2 separate regions of the Sus scrofa genome follow, and region 2 is linked to region 1. The links are chromatin contacts, called in public Hi-C maps. All regions are on one chromosome and are shown on one strand. Each heading gives the region's core, a stretch centred on a gene start, on an enhancer-like site or on the middle of the called end of the contact. The rest is flanking DNA. Distances are from core to core; before and after follow the strand shown. Region 1 holds the start of ZNF774 (zinc finger protein 774). Region 2 overlaps IQGAP1 (ras GTPase-activating-like protein IQGAP1).

What was found. A called contact is a pair of places that touch in the nucleus more often than the background predicts.
Region 2: a Hi-C map of omental adipose tissue shows a contact between it and region 1, with 1.6 times the contacts expected there. The contact joins the enhancer-like site here to the promoter of ZNF774 in region 1. A contact is called at or near these places in 4 of 47 Hi-C or Micro-C datasets (brain, embryonic fibroblasts, mesenteric adipose tissue and 1 more) and 2 of 2 datasets of contacts at active chromatin or transcription factors (alveolar macrophages and skeletal muscle).

What each region holds. Positions count from the first base shown.
Region 1 is chr7:52,984,385-52,987,084 of Sscrofa11.1, reverse strand. ZNF774 (zinc finger protein 774) reads right to left here and starts at 1,416. Exons shown (of 4, transcript XM_021098908.1): 1 at 1,253-1,416.
Region 2 is chr7:53,097,835-53,100,534 of Sscrofa11.1, reverse strand. It overlaps IQGAP1 (ras GTPase-activating-like protein IQGAP1), which reads right to left. Exons shown (of 38, transcript XM_021098910.1): 19 at 737-907; 20 at 1-60. Among named protein-coding and RNA genes, the nearest start is that of CRTC3, 47 kb to the left of the region's middle. Within about 2 kb of position 1,319, at least 2 of the 83 cell types and tissues checked have an H3K27ac peak or open chromatin away from gene starts, as enhancers often do. A contact at or near this core is called in omental adipose tissue, where this site is marked.

The DNA of each region.
Region 1 (2,700 bases), core at 167-2,666:
TTGTAGATTTGATGTCAACCTCAGGGAACAGACTATGCAGAAGCTCAAAGGGAATTGCCCTAGGTACCACTCTATTTCAAGGTTTAATGCAGTCAGAAATGGAACTTAAAAGGACATGTATTTAAAATGAAAAAAACAATATGGACAAGCTGTAAAATTAAGTGAAATTCAATGAGGATAAGGACAAAACAAAATACTTGGGGGCTAAAAACAACCATTAACACACTAATAAAATGATCATAAGTATTATGAAAAAATTATTTGGGGGGAGATGGTCAGGTTACTGGACAAATCAGTAATTTATTGAGTAGCTAATATGTTGTAAGATTAGGGGTGACAAAGACATGTGATAATACTTGTTTGTTTTCCCACTTAAAAAAGAGTTTCCAATAGAAACAAATACAAGTCATCCAGCTGAACCTGCTACAAAGAATTCTGCATTTCAGTGGAGGATGGACCAGAATGGTATGAAGAAGTTTCACATCTTTGTCTCACCAAAGAACCTGGCTACTACTCGGGTACACACAAAACCACTTTTCATGGAAACATTTATGCATTTATTATTGGTCACTTATCAAGTACTGGATTTTTAACAACCTAAAAACCTTAGGTAATACCTTTCATCTCTCTGGCTTAAAACCTTAACAAATTAAAATAAAGTCATTAGGAAGTGAAAACTGTTATGAGTTTTGAAATTTTATTTCTATATCCATTATAAAACCCAACAGAAGGGCCCACCTGCAGGAGACAGCAGGATTGAGCGGGTGAGAGTTCTTAGCCAGAGCTAGAGAAACCCGATTTCCCACCCAGTCTCTTGCCCCTGCCCCCTTTTGAGAGTGACCTCAAGGACCTAGAGCTCGGAGGTGCGGTGACTAAGTGCCATTGTGAGAAGCACCAGTTTGTTCACTGGGTTTATTAATAGGAACATGACCACATGGGTAGGGCTGACACCCATTCTCCTCCCTCCGTGCTGCAGGCCCCAATCTGGGTGCAGCGGTCAGAGGGTCGCAAAACTAAGCTGAAACCAGGGGACCAGCCACAAGGAGCAAAAAATTAAGAGTATGAGCTCTCCAGATGCAGGCGGAGAAAACCGCGGCTACCTCTCCCCAGTCCTCAGCAAGACCCGCGGGCTCCGAAAGGCAACCGGGGGGATCCCGCAGGGGCGTTGGCGGGGCGGCGGGCAAGCCCTATCCACGTCCCTCAGCATCGCACGAGCGGCAGCCGCAGTGATCTCCTTCCCCGGCTCACTCACCACCCAGAGACCCAGCCGAGGATGGAGCACGAAGGGAGGGTCCTCCACCGCCAAGCCAAACTGGTCAGCAACGCCGTGGCGGTGCCGCCCAGAACCCGACCGGGACTCGTGACAGGGCTGTGGGGACACAGGTGGGACTCTGGGCTGGACAGCCAGCAGCCGGAAAACACCGCCCCTGTCCTTTTTCCATTGGCTTCTCGGTTTCTGGGACGAGAGGTATTCCTCGTCCATAGGCTGTTAGAGCTGTCAATCACAGCTGAGTCTTTTGGGAGACGTAGTCCCAAAGAACTGCGAGTACCGGGACGCCCAATTCCCTGCGGTGACAAGTGTTAACACCCAGTTCCCGAGCTGCCCGGCCGCTGGAACCGCCTCTTCAGAGCTAAGAAGGGGATCCAAAGACCGTACATCCAGAGAGGGATCTGAGATTCGAACCTCCGGGCCTCACCTGACTATCGCAGAGCAGCCTTGTACCAATTTCTGCATCGCCCGCGCTCTGGCACCTAGACCTTCCAGAGCGCGGAGCAGCTCGTCGATTCGGCCTTGCTGTGCAGCCTCCTCCGCCGGGTCCCTCTCTCCCCCTACCCCGCGGCGGCCATGGCCTGAATGGTGTCTGCCTCTTTACAAGTTCCAGGCCAACTCGGACTGGGCATAACAAACCCCATCAGGAACCGTTAGTGGAAAACAGACCATCAGCTTCCTTCTCTTAGCACAGTTGCCAGGCATATCCCCTTTCCATTGGTCAGTACACCTGTTAATGGCCAGAGGAGGCCAGCGAGAGTGTCAAGTATTCTAGGAAATGTGGTATTAGGTTCCAAACTGTGGAGACTCCTGGATCTCACCTGAGAGCCCGTATTCACTTTGAGGGGGTGGGGGATGTCTAGCCAATAATGGAAGACTTTCCTTACCATCAAAAAAATATGCCTGTCTACTCTGTTGATTTACTGCAATTTAAAAAAGGAAAGTATATTTTGTGATGGACTGTAAAAAGCTTAGAATTACCAGCCAATGGGCTAATGCGGAAGACTCTGATGCTAATTCAACCATTTCTTCAACAAACATGTATGGTGCATCTTCTAACGAATTTTCATCAGTAATGTTCTGTACTCAAGACTGTTCTGGCACTGTGGTTACCCACATGAATTCCACATGATTCTTGCTTTCATGACGTTCACAGTCCAACAGAGGAGATAATCTACAAAAGACTAAAATACGAAGTAATATTTTGTCTTTTCTCCTTTTGCTCATATAACCAGGGGCATCTTGGTTAGCATTTACTACATAATTTAGACATCTGCAAGATAACCACAACAGCAGTTTGGGGAATTCTGTCTCCTATAGACTAATATCTGGTTTTGCTTAGCAGGAAGAGCAAGGAACATCCAGAAAAGCTTGAGGTTTCCAGGCCTCATGTGACCAGAACATAGTTTAGCAGGCCCTAGGGAGTCAAA
Region 2 (2,700 bases), core at 70-2,569, 110 kb before region 1:
GCGCAGGTAGGCTAAGCGATCTTGGTACGCCTTCTTCTGCTTGTATCCTCTCCACTGCGACTGAAACCATCAAATATTACAGTCGACACATTATTTCTTAAGGGTCAGAGGTAGTTAAATAATCTCGACTCGAAATGTTATCCAAGAGCAGCTTTAAAAAGGACTGTGTCCACCAGGGTTGGGGAGGGAGGGTGGACTGTTCTTCCCCCAGGAGAGGACGCTGGCTAACTTCTACCTCCCTGCTGTGAGCACAAAGTGTGTCCACATGGACTTTGTTACTGGCTCCTCACAACAAATCAGGTGAGGAAGAGAAGATAAAATATAGGTATCCCTTTCATAGAGGAGGAAACCAACTTAGGGAAGAGGCCCACCACTACCTGGCAGCGGTAGAGCCCTAACTCCTGGCTCAGAATTCTCTCTGTGACATCGTGCTACCGTGTCATTGAAGCAAAATCACAGTTGCTTCTCCCAGTGTTCAAATCTGATACAAAGGAACAGCTTTAGAAGACAATGAAGTGCCCAAGAAAAATTGCCACTGAGCTGGATGGCTCACCGCTAAACACCACTAAGCACACGGTGATTACAATGGTTAACAGAGGAAGTGGTTTCAGAAGAAGGGAGAGACTAAGAGGTCAGAAGGCAAAAAATACACTCGGACATCTGATCCGAGGAGCCGACTGTTTATTATCCTGCTCTAGAAGCCAAAGTGCTGTCGGCATAAGAGGCTCTGAAATACCTGAATGCAAGTGATGGCAGGGATTTGTTTTTTCAGGAAATTCATCCTGGATCGGAATTCCTGTCGAACCAGGTATCCCCGGCAGCAAGCCTGCAGCCTGGTGATCAAGCCTTCGTTGGCCAGCCAGAGCTGTTCCCGGTTATACGCAGCAGTCACCCCAGAGATGGAACTCTGAAAAACCATCGGTCACGTGAGAAGACATGCAAAGATGAGAATGGACAGGAGTTTTAACACAGTATCATCCAGAGTGCACAAACTCACACTCACTGCTTTCCAAGTCTATAGCAGATCTTTAGCCAAGAAACAGGAATGAAGACTTCAGGTCTTATTTTTCAAGGCCAAGGTGTCTTCACACCCCCAAAAAAGTCATCAACAAAAAACTTATCTTCTTTTACCTCATTGGTTATTTTCTTCATTTACTCATCCACTCAACACTGACTGAGCCAGAACTGTGCTTGCTGATCTGGAGCCATTACTGACAAGAAGACAGCATGACAGGTGCCAACCACAAGGCCAGAGCCCCAACCACCACAGAGGAGAGCCCTGCAGGGGAGTGGTCAGACTTCTTGAGAAGTAACCTACAGTGTTTGGACTGTTACTACAAGTACTGGGAACCAGCAAACTTCCAAACAGGAATAAAACTATCAGATTTACTTTGAGAAAAGCAGCACTGTTAGCAGAGTAACTGACAGATTAGCATGAGTGGGTGAATCAGAACGATGTTGTCGTAATCCAAGTGAGAGACCACCTGGGCTTGAGTAAGGGCAGGAGCAGTGAGAATGGCTGGTGAGAACACCTAGTTACCCACCTAATGTAATGTCCCTGATCCCCCTTGTCCTTGGTATCAGAGCATTGATTTTTCCTTCTGGGCAAGAACATGTGCAGTTAAGACTCTCTGAGCTGGGGAGGGCTCGTGTGATGCAAGCAGAAGCAGCTTGGTAAGACCTTTAGGAACATTCTTTGAGAGAGACCGACAGCTGGCATCATGCCTGTTTTGTTTTCTTTCCCTTCTTCCTACTTCCTGCCTGCTGTCCTTCTGGATGATAACGTGACTTTGAGAATGGAAGCCATGGAGTTCTTGTTGTGGTGCAGCAGAAACAAATCTGACTAGGAACATTGAGGACACATGTGGTGTAGGTCGAAGACGCGACTCGGATCTGGGGTTGCTGTGGCTATGGTGTAGGCTGGCAGCTGTAGCTCCAGTTTGACCCCTAGCCTGGGAACTTCCATATGCTGTGTTTGCAGTCCTAAAAAGACAAAAAAAAAAGCTATTTTTTGGGGGGGGTCTTTTTGCCATTTCTTGGGCCACTCTCGTGGCATATGGTGGTTCCCAGGCTAGGGGTCTAATTGGAGCTACAGCTGCCAGCCTACACCAGAGCCACAGCAATCCGGGATCCGAGCCGTGTCTGTGACCTACACCATAGCTCACGGCAACGCCAGATCCTTAACCCACTGAGCAAGGCCAGGGACTGAACCAGCAACTTCATGGTTCCTAGTCGGATTCGTTAACCACTGAGCCACAACAGGAACTCCAAAAAAAACTATTTTTATGTGAAAGTGTAGGTTATATTCTTTTGGTTTTGCTTTTTTTTTCTTTTTATGGCTGCATCTGCAGTGTATGGAAGTGCCCAGGCTAGGGGTCAAATCAGAGCTGTAGCTTCAGGCCTAGCCACAGCCACAGCCACACCAGCTCCGAGCCACATCTATGACCGACCCCACAGCTTGTAGCAATGGGATTCTTAACCCACTGAGCAAGGCCAGGGATCAAACCTCATCCTCACGGAGACCAGGTAGGGTTTTCAACCTGATGAGCCACAATAGGAACTCTGCAAGTTATATTCTAATACAGCAAAGTTTGGAATTTGTGAAATATTCAGAAAAGAGATTAAAATTATAAATTGGGAAAGACTGAGTAGTTGCATTTAATGAGGAATCAGAACAACTCTTCATTTTTCTTCTTTGCT